2 separate regions of the Hordeum vulgare genome follow, and region 1 is linked to region 2. A link is a contact called in public Hi-C data. All regions are on one chromosome and are shown on one strand. Each heading gives the region's core, a stretch centred on a gene start, on an enhancer-like site or on the middle of the called end of the contact. The rest is flanking DNA. Distances are from core to core; before and after follow the strand shown.

Region 1 (7,081 bases), core at 1,887-4,386, 180 kb after region 2:
AGAAATGGCATGCAGGGAATGAAATCTGGTACATGGCGTTGATTGACAGACAACCACGCCAAGCGGAGCCACCCGACAAGCTTCCCGCAACCATCAAACAAGTCCTCGAGGAGTACAGTGATGTGTTCAAAGACCGCAAGACACTTCCCCCACACCGGCAGTATGATCACGCGGTCACCTTGGTCGAGGGCACACAGCCAGCAAACACAAGGCCGTATCGCTACTCACCGTTGCAGAAAAACAAAATCGAGCGCCAAGTGCAACAGATGCTCAAGTCTGGAGTGATTGAGAACAGTATGAGTCCTTTCGCCGCTCCGGACCTCTTCGTAAAGAAGAAAGACAGCTCATTGTGATTCTGTTTCAACTATCTCCGCCTCAATGACCTCACCGTGACGAACCGTTTCCTCCTGCCCATCATGGACGAGTTATTCGACGAGCTAGCCGGCTCGAAGTACTTCTCCAAGCTTGACTTACGTGTCGGCTATCATCGGATTCGCATGCACGCGGGCGACAAAGAGAGGACAGCCTTCAAGACGCACCACAGACACTTCCACTTTCGTGTCATGTTGTTCGTCCTGACAAATGCGCCGGCCATGTTCTAGTGCTTGATGAATCATATTTTCTACAAGCACGTCTGTCGCTTCATCATCATCTTCCTCGACGACATTTTGGTCTTCAACGAGACATTGGAAGAACACGAAGAGCACCTGCGTGCAGTCTTCGAGTTGCTTCGTCATCATCAGTTATACGCCAAGATATCCAAGTGCTCCTTCGCCATAGAGAGCGTTGACTACCTGGGCCATGTCATCTCGAGCGTTGGCGTCGCTACCGATGCAGAGAAGACTCAAGCCATGCTTAGCTGGCCTACACTCTCCACTTCAACCGAGTTGCACGACTTCATTAGCCTCACAACCTATTATCGCAAATTCGTTGCCTGATACGGCATCATCGCCAAGCCATTAACGGTGCTCCTGACAAAAAAGGGTTCAAGTGGAATGATCAAGCACAAGCCGCCTTCGAGCTCCTCAAGCGCGCCATAGCCAGCGCACCAGTCCTCTCGCTGCCGGACTTTGACAAGCACTTCAGCATTGAGACCGACGCTTGCGACACAGGCATTGGAGCCGTGCTCGTGCAAGATGGCCCTCCGGTGGCCTACTTCAGCAAGGCACTCGGGATTCGCAACCAAAAGTTGTCCGCTTACGAGAAGGAATTCCTTGAAGTGATGATGGTCGTGGACAAATGGCACGCCTACGTTCAACGTGGGAAGTTAACCATTGTCATGGATCACAAAAGCTTGTGCAACCTGAGGGATGAGCAATTTGAGACAGATCTGCGGGGCAAGGCCATGTCAAAGCTGGTGGGACTCTAGTTCAAGTTCTAGTATCGTCGCGGCGTCGATAATGGGGTAGCTGACGCTCTATCGCGCGTGGGCGCGGCTTTGGACCTGAGCGCTCTTTCGTTGTGCCAACCAACCTGGGTGCAGGAGGTGGCCAATTCTTACACCACAGGCGTCGATGCACAAGGGTTATTGTCTCACCTCGCCATCCACAACCTAGACGACGACGGATTCGAGCTGCACAAGGGCCTCATCCGCAAGCAGAACCGGCTTTGGATCGAAAACAATGCAGCTCTTCGCACTAAGCTCATCAGCGCCCTCCATGACAGCGCTGTCGGTGGGCATTCAGGTACCAGGACAACTTACCAACGCCTCAAAAAGCTATTTCTATGGACACAAATGAAAGAGGACATCGACACCTACGTCAAACAATGCGCCATTTGCCAACACGCCAAACAAGAGCATCATCGACAAGCAGGCTTGTTCGCGCCCCTGCCAGTGCCGGCAACACCCTGGCAGGACATGACGATGGACTTCGTGGAGGGCTTGCCCAAGTCCGAAGGATAAGGATATGACTCTATCATGGTCGCCATGGATTGCCTCACCAAGTTCATGCACTTCATCCCCCTACGACACCCATTCAATGCAGCGCAGGTGGCGCACGCGTTTTAGGATAAGATCGTCAAGCTCCACGGCATTCCCAAGTCCATCGTCTCCAACCGTGATCGCGTGTTCACGAGAACGCTCTCACGTGAGATGTACACCAAGGCCGGCACCAAGCTCCTCTACTCGACAACCTACCATCCGCAGATGGACGGGAAGAGCGGGCGCGTCAATCAATGCCTCGAGATGTACCTATGATGATCCATCCACGACACACCTCAACGCTCGCGTTGCTGGCTTCCAATGACGAAATTCTGGTACAATTCATCCTTCCATTCCGCCATCAACTGTACTCCATTCAAGGCCCACTACGGCGTCAAGCCAAACCTTGGTGGCATGCCTCTCTGGGACAACATGACGACGTCCACCCTCGACGCCGAGCACTGGGATTGGGGCGCGAACACTACGCGCCTGCAGGAGCAAATTCACCGTGCCCAGGGCTGTTTCAAGAAGCAGGCGGACCGCCATCGCACGGAGCACAGCTTCAAGGTGGGCGACTACGTGCTCCTCAAGCTGCGGCCCTACACCCAACTATACCCAAAACTAGCGACATCGAACCCGTGAAGGTCCTGGAGCGACGCATGGTCAAGCGGGGCAACAACGTCATCGTGCAACTACGGATCCGCTGGTTTTCTTCCTCCACAAGCACCACCTGGAAGGACTACGACACACTTCGACGATGTTTTCTTTCAACAATCATATGACAGGACCACGACGTGGACGAACAAAAGGATTCTGCAGTCCCTGTCGAGCCTGAAGAACCTGAAGAGGAGGCTTTCTTTGCAGAAGAGGGGAGTGTCACACCTTCATCCCACTCATAGGATGAAAAACTATGTACATGTAAGCCATGTGAATGGGGCCCACTGGTCAGATATGTGTGCGTATAAGTGTGGATGTAGACAAAAAAGACCAGACATGTTGTATGAGAGTGTGAATCCTCACCTGCTCCTCACCTACCTACCCTTCTTTGTATCGCATCTTCTTCCTTCGCAAAAAAATAAACCGAACTCAGATCTCATCCCCTTCTCCCCCTTTATCAATCCTCTGGATCAGCGGGTCGTTACAACATATGCCACACCGTTTATGGCGGCGAACAAAAATGCAGCACCGAGCGCAGCAACGCATCACTGGTGGGGGCACTTGCGAAAGCTCGAGCAAGAAACAGCAGGCGGGCCTGCTGCACCGTACACGAGAGAAGGGAAAGCAACGTGCAGGGCCCATGACAGGTGTCAGGCGACAGGGGCGGCTGGTTTCTGGTTTCTTTCAGAAATCAGACGGATGAAACTAAACGTTTCCCTTTAGATTAATACCCTCTTCAAGTGTAAGTCTAGCACAGAGGGAACTAGCTGAACAAATAATAAAGAATTTTAGTTGGAAGACACGAACAAGCCAACCACAATGCCATTATTCTATACCAGCAGAACGATGATATTCATTTTCTGTAACAATTTACAACACACGTACAGCTTCACTAATTACAGCAAAACTTTGCATTACTAAGCTTATACAGGGACTTTTGCCCTTGTCCCCTCGGTATACAAGCCCAACATAATCAAAAAGAAAACATGGCATGAAAAACTGGACACAAATTTACAATCAACGAACCAATCAATCGAAATCAAATACCTAAGCTCTCCTAGGAACTACTCCTCAATGGCTTGCTATCTGGTATAAAAAGAATCACGCATACTGTACAACCTACAAACAGGAACTCCTGATTTATCCACAGCTGCCGAAGGCTCCACGGTGAGAAAAAAATAACTATTCCCCTCTTTGCAATAAAAACGCAAAGCTTGGGTTTTCACGGACAAACGGTAGCAAGTCATCATCAGCAATCTCAATGATTGGCATTGTCTTTGTAATATCATCGAGTGAAAAAGGTATACTGCATTTGTGGAACGAAATGGTGAAACCATGAGCCATAAACATTAGGAGGCTTTAAGCTGAAAGTGCTTTTTTTTGTCAAATGTAACAAACCTAGAATCATCATCTAGCAGTATAGAGAAAGTCGTGACAGTATTTGCTTCCTCACGCGCTGCAGCTTTCAAGCTTGATGCGAACTATAAATAGATAAGCAGAAATCACATATCTTCATTTGTAAATGAAAAACAAATCAATATTGTAGTAAAGACCAAATAGTGTTTTTTTTTAAGTGGAGGTGGTGAGGGTTGCCACATAAGGACATCCAGAGGTCATGATATTACTCTCGCCCCAAGTGCACTCAAATTCAGAATCGCATGGTTAACTTCAGAGTTCAGATGAGATTTGGGGCTTAAGTGATGGTATGACCGCATTCGACCAAATAGTATATGAGGGTACATCATCTCACCTCTGCTGAAATAGTGTTTGTACCATTGACGTCATCCAAGTACATACCAACTATGCGCTCTAGCTGCTGTATGCTAAGGGCCTGAAAGAATTCATACAAATATTAGAAGTACAACTTATAGGGGTAAGGACTGGCAGTGGAGTCTTCCTTTCTTATTAAGAAAAGAATGTCAGTCAAATCAAATACTTACTTGGCACACATCAGCACGTATCTCTCTTAGTGTTCTCATTGGCTTTAGAGAAATCACCTGGCAAAAGAGAAGAGTAGGAACCAAATTTATTTGTGAATAAAACATTATTGGGGAATTAATATTCAGTAAGTAAAAAAGAATGCGCACCAAGAAATCAACAGCCTGTCTGATATGCTTCAATGCCTCCCAGACCGAACCTGCAAACTGCGTCAAATACAACAGATAAGTCAATAGCTTTGGAAAATCCATTTGAAAACGGGGAAGTGAATACCTCTCGAGTAGCATTATCAGACCAGTGTTTTAGCTCAGCTAGTCCAGCTTTGACATATTCCCCGTTGCTAAATGAACAGCACTCACGCCGCAAAAGGAGTCTGTTTCCAAGGGGAAGATCTTAAGAGAAGCTTATACATATGTGAGTGAATACATGAGGCTAGGACAAAGGTTAACCTGTTAAATAGCTGAACATCAATCAGTGAAAATATCTGTACGAACAACTTATGCACCAAAATTGATGGGACCTGCAAATTCAACCAGATAAGACAAAATGCATTCAGACAATTTTATGAACGGACACCATGGGTCCATGATCTTTGCACCTACATGGTTCGCCTTTAATATATCCAAATAGTTGGCTAGGACTTTCACGATGCTTAACCAATGTGCTAATTGGTTCTGTTGTCCCAAGCCATTTGTATTGCCTTTTGCCAGATTTGAGTGAGAAGAACGTGGATCCTGAAGAGATTCAACATTTAACTATCTTTAAATAGAAAAGGATGAAGCTTCTTTAATTTTCTTCCAAAAAATGAGAGCAAGTAACAGCACCTGGATGCACAATTCAAGTAAAGGGTTTAGTTCCTTCTTCACACTGTCGCTTATCATACCATAAACCTTCTCAATTAGATCCACAAGCTGCTGTTTAAAGAGCAAAGCTGGATATTTTGCTTCGACTTGGGGTAATCCAGTAGCTCCAACAACTGATTGCCCACCGAGATAAGCAAGCCCAGCATTTGAAGTTTGACTTGTATGAAATATCCTCTCAGATGAAAATCTTCGCCTTTGCGGGGTTGAGAGTGCGGTCCTAGTAGTTTTGAATGATCGTTGAAGGAGAACTGTTAATGCAGATAAGTTGGACAACCAATATGCCAATGTTCTCACATCATGTTCAGCCTTCAAGAAAGGTAAAGTCTGACATCAGGACAAGTAGCCAAACTCTACACCAACTGCATGAAGTGTAGTTTTGCAAGCAATATGAAAAGTTGTTGCTGTAGTTAATTTCCATATTTTCATGTTTTATCAATTATTCAAGGCACTCTGAGAGAACAAAGAACATGGATCCTAATCTTGCCAATTATTATTTTATGTACATGTTAGATGTTGCACAACAGAAAATTGGATAAATGAGATTAATTCCAATTCTGCTGCAATAGGGCATTCGATAAATGACATTCTCTCCTAGTTTATTGCAACAAGTAGAGGTTGTACTCCATGACATCGATGCTGCATTTAAATGAAGAAAGATGCTATTCGAATCCAAAGAAAGTGTGAGGAACCTCTATTGCAGAGTTTATAGCATTCAGAATTCTGTCAAATACACCAGTCTTCATGGCTTCAAATGATCTCCAGTGAAGAAGAGACTGGTATATAAGAAGAGTGGCAACAGGCTTGCTCCCAGAAAATCCAAGATATTGTGGAATGCAAGTAAGTAACCACTGCTGGTCATCTTGGGGCTGCTGGGGCTGCAGAGACTTCCAAAAAGTAACAAATGATCATCTCAAAAGTAGGTTAACAGTTCAACTGAACACTGAGAATCAGCATCAAATTTGCAGAATACCTGATGTTTCTGATTAAGAACTCTTTGCAGTTTTTCTCCGTGTTCAACGTCTTTTTGATTACTCGAGTCAGGAGCATTGCCCTATATTATAGTTTAGACATTCAATTAAATGCAATTTTGTAGAAATTATATGTGGATATATAGTTGCTATAACTCACTGCTGGGGGTGTTGCTTCTGACATGCCAGCTGATGGCCTCATCTCAGCCTGCCTTAGCTCACCGTTCAAAACATGCCCATTCTCTGGGCTTCTCTGCAAAAATATACGAACAATATCAGTTATGAGGATCGAATAATCATCGTATATGTGTCAGGCCCAGTAAAGGTACATTACATGAATCCTTGTGATCTTTGAACGTGAGGGTTGAGATTTGGCAGTAGAAGGTGGAGTAGCAATTGCTTGCTGACGGAGAACATGATTCTCAGCTTCTAAGTTGGCTGCTTTTCCTTCAATTCTGTTTATGGAAGGATCACAAAGAATTGTTTGAATGAGGTTGAAAAAATAGGAAGCAGAATCTGACCACTATATTTGAAAAAGTGACGCATAAAAGAATACATATGCACCTTTGTAGGGACTCCTGAAGGTGAGTTATAACTTTGCCTGACTCCTCAATTTTTTTAATCAAATCATCATTCCTGTTAAGGAGGTCTTCATTTCTCTTCAATAAATCTTCATTCCTTTCATGAGCTTCAGTAAGAGCTCTCTTGGCAACATCACTGTCTTGTTTTTCCAT
Region 2 (6,130 bases), core at 207-2,706:
TCATATTACATTCAGCGATGAAATAAATTTTGCGTGAAAATATTCAGGTTGGAGTTTCCAGTGCATCCTTGCAAGCTGAAAGCTATTAAGTATTGGTGTTTTTTTGACTTGCATGAATCCTGACTGTTATATCTAGAATGAGTGATGGACGTTGGGGGCTAAGGCGCAGCGTGACTTCACTTCACAAAGTCACTGAAGCTGCGTCCTATCTTGTCTGTGCCAATAATTTTTGAAAATGAATTTCTCCCAAAATTTTAAATAAAATACGGTAACTAAACCAGAGTAGTGACACTAGTCACACTACTACTAGTAGAGGTGTACAAATTTGATTATCGATAAATGTTTTAGAAGTTAATTTAGAAAAAAAGATAAATGTTTCAGAAGTGCAGCCTCTCGTTCCATGCATGGGACACACTATTCTGAGCAAAAATTAGCGTGTCGCTTATGTATTGGGCCCGAATGAGTTGTCAAATTTGTTAACTGAATCCACTACCTTTGCACACTGACTTTTCCCTCGAAGAAAGAGGGAGGGAGTGGCCTCTGCAAGTCCTAGTCAGGCGTGCCCGTTCCCGCTCAATATATCGGTCGCCGTCGATAGCCTGTGCGAATGGTTGACAGTTTGACACTTAATGCGTCATATCATTTTCTCTTGGAAGATCCTATTGGGCGCTCATTGTATCTAACAAGCAGCGCAGACTGTATCATTTTTTTTCTTTCTGAAAAAGCATATTTATGAAACATTTGCGAACAATTTTGAAACATGATTTATTTTCATTTTTGGAAGCGCGAGCAATTTTGGAAAATTATGAACATTTTATAAAATTTCATTTTTGGGAAAACAAACACTTCTGGAAATTCTGACCATTTTAATTTTATTTACGAACAACTTATGGAATTCCAACTTTTTTGTAAAATGCAATATTTTTTTCTGAAAATTTGTTCTTCTATTTTTTGAGAAAGTTTTCAATATCCGAACATTTTTTGTTTTTTAAAGCAGGTTTTAAAATTCCACACATTTTTTGAAAAATTCATACAGTTTTTGAATTGGAAGAAAAAGAGAGGAAAAAACCAGTAACTAAAAATAGAAAATATGGTTAGGGGAGCCCTAGGTGCGCCGCCGCTGCCACTGTCGTTCCGCTGCCTACATGGCGTCGTTCTTGTCGCTGTTGGTGTTCACTCTTTATCACACTTTCCTCCTCGTGTTCCTTCTCATCTCGTGACCTACATGCGCCACCGCAACCTCTGCTGTCTGCTCCGCGAAGGAGGAGCACGTTTTTATGAATTTTTTGAGCATAGTGAAGGAGTAGCACCTGAAAAGCAGAAGGAACGGATTTTCTCTTGAACGGATATATATCAGACAGCAAAGCCGGGCTTTTATTTTTCGAGCGGCGGGCCGAAACCCAGAAGGCCCAAGGCCCAAGCCCTCCCCACTCATTTAATCCCCCCTCACCCTCGTCCCCTCCCATCGGCGGCAACACAATCATCAACCCTAATTCGCAGCCTGGGCGCCACCGCCTCCTCGACCCCCTTTCCCTCGAAACCCACCTAAAATCCTAGCCCTGCCGGCCGCCATGGCGTCGGCGGGCGAAGCGAGCGCGGCGGCGGAAGCCACGGAGGGGAAGAACTGGCGGCGGAAGGGGAAGCACGAGAAGGAGAAGCCGTGGGACGATGACCCCACCATCGACCGCTGGACGGTGGAGAAGTTCGACCCCTCCTGGAACGAGGGCGGCCTGCTGGAAGTCAGCTCCTTCTCCACCCTCTTCCCCCAGTACCGAGGTGCCCAATCCCGTCCTCACCCTCACCTCACCCTCGTGCGATTCGTTGGGGGTTCGCTGTAGTTACCTGATCTGCTGAATCCGTGGATTGACACGGCTTGTTGTTTGGGGGTGCAGAGAAGTATCTGCAGGAGACGTGGCCGATCGTGAAGGGCGCGCTGAAGGAGTTTGGAGTCTCATGCGAGCTCAATCTGGTATGCCACTAGTCAGTAGTTACGGTTGTTTGGACCTTGGAGTGTTCTTGATTTGAAGTAGTGACACGATTCTGCTGTATTTATATTGATTTTGCGCATAGGTGGAGGGATCCATGACGGTTACCACCACCAGGAAGACCAAGGATCCCTACATTATTCTCAAGGCCAGGGACCTGATAAAACTCTTGTCACGAAGTGTCCCTGCACCCCAAGTATGCCTTGTTTCTGTTACCAAGCCCTTTAACTGTTATCCAGTTTCTGTCCTATGCTTATTGGAGGCTGTATTGAAATTGTGAGGGACAGTTGCTCATGGTGTTCATGTCCAATTGTTTCATTTGCCACATGTGATCTACTTGTGCGTGCACCTATTGTTATGTCACCAACACACCTTGACGCCTTGTTCCGGAGTGGTTTCATCCATGAACTTCTATTGTGTTTCCCTGCAGGCAATTAAAGTGCTCAATGATGAGATGAACTGTGATATTATCAAGATTGGTAGCATCATAAGAAACAAGGTACACTTTGTTTCATTGTTCAAGCTCAGCTATATACCTCTTGGTTCGTTTGAAGGGATTGCTTTGATTATATCTTGATTACATTAATACTCCGCTAGGAGAAACTTTGCAACGACAAGATTTGCATTGCCGAAAGTAAAATATGACGGTACCAATCACATAAAGATACCATAGAACCATTTTATGGTACCACTAATACTAGATAACTAAGGTTTGAACTCTACTAAAAAGTCAGTGTATAGTTTATATTTTTGTCTGTTCCATATTTGGTAGTTCATCTGTCCAAGCCTCTATTGTTCCCATGTTTATAGATTTAATGGTTGGGATTTCATTGTCATTCAGATGAATATATAAGTTACATACCCCTTTGTCACAGTCACATGTTGCACTTAGGGTGTGTTTGGTTTCTGTCACCAAGTGGAACAGCACGGTTCCGTTCCTAGGGCTGATTATCGTGTTTGGTTGATTTAAGGAACCGGAACCCACTCGTTCCTGGAATTGGCATATTCGCTGTTTATGCCGTTCCGCGCGGTCTCTCCAAATCGAGTGGACCACGCGGAACCGCTCCTCTTCCTCCCGTGACTGCATCTCATGTTCTCTCCTTTCCTTCCTTCCATGACCTCGGCGGGAGCACGCGCTGCCGCAGCCGCCGGGAGCTTGGGTCCGCGCAGGTTATGGCAAACTGCATCGCGCATCCTGGGAAGCTCCGCGCCATCGCGCTGGACGGAGTAGCTGCTCCCTGCGCTGGCCGTTGACCGTGGCTGAGCTCCCCGCGCTCACGCTTCTTCAGTTCTCTGCGATTTGTTTGTTCCAGAGCATGCTCAAGCCTTTGTTGCATGGATGGATTGATAGATAACTACTTTATTCAGCAACTTTTTTTACTGAAACCAATCCAATTGTAAGTGAGATGAAGAAATCCATCTCATTTCATCCCTCAAACCAAACATCAAAATATAACCATTCTATTCCTTTGAATTGAGTCTACCAAACACAAGGATGGAACCGACCCATTCCACTAGAATGGAACCATTGCATTCCATTCCACTTCGTTCCCGAAAGTTTCATGATTCCAAATATGCACACATTTGTTTTTTGTAAGCTAATATGGGGTTTCTTTCCTTTTTGTATTCCATTGTATTATGTAATTATTCTTATTATTAAGTTTGCACTGAGAATCATTTGTTTGTATTTGGCATCTGGACTTATTTGTTCTAGGTTGCCAATATTAATGAATTTATCTTTTAGTTTTGGCCAACTTCTTTTAGATGGTTTCAGTAAAACTAACAGCCTGCTATCCACAGGAAAGATTTGTCAAAAGGAGAGAGCGCCTTTTAGGCCCTAACCTGTCCACCCTTAAGGTAAATATCTCACATGGTTGCCGTCCTATGGATGAATCTCTTTTAGAACTACACCCCTTTTAACATGTTTTATGTTACTACAGGCTATTGAGATTTTAACTGGCTGCTACATCTTAGTTCAGGTGTGCTTAATTTCTTACCTTGTACTGCATCTAAAGTTACATTGTGGGTCCACCTCCTTTAACTCTGTATTTTGGTGTTATTAACCACCATTATTGTGTATTTTCCATCTTGAAAGGGAAATACTGTTGCTGCCATGGGTTCCTTTAAGGGACTGAAACAAGTCCGGAGGATTGTAGAGGATTGCATAAAGAACATAAAGCATCCAGTATACCACATTAAGGTGATTTGTTTTGCTTTTAGATATAATATCTGAAGGAATGTAAAATTAGTTCTTACGGAGTGTTACTAAACCAAGCAGGAACTCTTAATTAAACGTGAGCTGGCTAAAAATCCTGCCCTAGCCACTGAAAGTTGGGACAGGTTTCTCCCGAACTTTAAGAAGTAAGGAACTTGCATCATATTTCTGCTCGGAAGTTACTACCTCTAAAAGGTACATTGCGCATCTTACACCTCATTATCTGCTGTTCTCCAGAAAGAATGTCAAGCAAAAGAAGCCCAATACCAAGGAGAAGAAACAATACACACCCTTTCCGCCACCTCAGCAGCCTAGCAAGGTAAAGACAATTGTTTGTTTCACTCATTGCTTCCAGGGTTGTTGTACTGTTGGCCATACTGATCTCACCAGTTCATTCATGGGTTGTTAGGGCATGTACAATGGTTGATAAGATGGTTCTATCTTAGGTCTTGCATGTAATGTAGAGATGACAAAAAAAATGTCGTACAATGGGTCACCTCTTAGCCTTATCTTCAATAACTAGCTATTCCTAAAAACATGGTGAAACATATTGTGCTAAGAGGTCACCTCTTGTTCTCTCTTAATTAAGAGAAGACAAACCCTTTTTTATGAGTTCTCTCTCCTTCACCTCATCATTTATCCTACATGGCACTAGTAAGATAGCACCATTGTACATGCCCTTATGTGGTTAGCGGTCTTGTCCTGCACCTTTATCTTAATAGCATCAGCAGCTCTCCATCGTGTACATATACTTCATTAATGTTATTTTCCAAGCTATTTGAATTTGAGTGAAGCAAAACATGCATGCAACTTTTTTGTTGTTGTACTGTTGGGAGTTGGAAACATTCATTTCTGCTGGATAGTTTTATTTAGTTATCTGGTACCATTGTTTAACTTGTCAATCTGGATGTAGATTGATCGTGAACTGGAGAGTGGTGAGTATTTCTTGAGTGACAAGGTAAAGGCAGCTAAGAAATATCAAGAGAAGCAGGATAAGCAATCAGAGAAATCAGAAGAAAAGAGAAGAAAGAGAGAAGCTGCATTTGTTCCACCAAAGGTCAGATTTTGTTTTTGTATATTTATATATGTCGGTGGGCTTCTCTTTCTCTTGTAGAGTTACTAAATCTTGTTATTTGTTTCAGGAGAATACTGCTGGGCTATCTGAATCTGCCAAAAGTAGTAATGACAACAATGAAATTGCTGATATCACAAAATCCTTAAAGGTATGTAGCTGTTATTGTTTTGTGCTTTACATATTTAGTTTGTGTCTGTTCTTTATAACTCGTTTTGGAGTACGAGCTGTGTTTTTCGAGGGAGAGTATGTGCTGTTAGTCCACTAAAATAGTATCAAATAATAGCATTATTCTCTATTGCAGAAAAAGGCAAAGAAATTCAGAAATAGTGAAGCTGAGGGAAACGTGAAAATCGAGTCGTATGTTGCGAGCAACGAAGAATCACACTCCAAAAAGAAGCGCAAATTGTCATCCAAGTAACCGCAGTACGTCAGTGACTGGGATGATAATTCTAGTTGTTTCAAGTAGTTGAACTCTTGTCATTCAAGGAGGTCTTCAAGTTTCAAGCTTTAGTGGTGAAACAGACAAATCTTCAAGCTTAAGTGATGAACATTGCAGTCTGTTTGTTGGTAACTGCCATCTGATTACTTCAGGAATATTGCAGCTTTCTTGCATAATCCACGGCTTTTAATTTACAAAATCAGATCCATCAGCAATCTTTTAGAAACTTATGAAGAGCAGTCAATGATAAGTCTGTTAATTCAGATATCCATTTTCAAAGTCCAGGCTCACCTGACAAAATCACAAAAAATATAAAAAAAATCAAAGACATCGAAATGTTTTTTACATGGTGGATAATTTGGCGTGTGAGGTGCTTTTCAAATTTCAGAACATTTGAACATATTAGTAGCTTTTAG

What was found. Hi-C and Micro-C count contacts between places; a contact is called where the count stands out from the background.
Region 1: a Hi-C map of leaf shows a contact between it and region 2, with 4 times the contacts expected there. The contact joins the enhancer-like site here to the promoter of LOC123444261 in region 2. A contact is called at or near these places in 3 of 6 Hi-C or Micro-C datasets (leaf and seedling).

Annotation. Positions count from the first base shown.
Region 1 is chr3H:461,174,970-461,182,050 of MorexV3_pseudomolecules_assembly, forward strand. It overlaps LOC123444262 (myosin-17-like), which reads right to left. Exons shown (of 51, transcript XM_045120939.1): 38 at 6,912-7,081; 39 at 6,682-6,802; 40 at 6,508-6,600; 41 at 6,350-6,430; 42 at 6,069-6,254; 43 at 5,341-5,685; 44 at 5,119-5,250; 45 at 4,966-5,036; 46 at 4,790-4,889; 47 at 4,666-4,722; 48 at 4,519-4,575; 49 at 4,329-4,409; 50 at 3,977-4,059; 51 at 3,387-3,884. The coding sequence ends at 3,761. Among protein-coding and RNA genes, the nearest start is that of LOC123444262, 38 kb to the right of the region's middle. Within about 2 kb of position 3,137, at least 2 of the 3 cell types and tissues checked have open chromatin away from gene starts, as enhancers often do. A contact at or near this core is called in leaf, where this site is marked.
Region 2 is chr3H:460,997,557-461,003,686 of MorexV3_pseudomolecules_assembly, forward strand. It overlaps LOC123444261 (KRR1 small subunit processome component homolog), which reads left to right and starts at 1,457. Exons shown (of 12, transcript XM_045120927.1): 1 at 1,457-1,776; 2 at 1,893-1,969; 3 at 2,071-2,181; 4 at 2,416-2,484; 5 at 3,786-3,842; 6 at 3,926-3,964; 7 at 4,081-4,185; 8 at 4,264-4,346; 9 at 4,438-4,519; 10 at 5,114-5,257; 11 at 5,343-5,423; 12 at 5,577-5,890. The coding sequence starts at 1,572. The coding sequence ends at 5,693.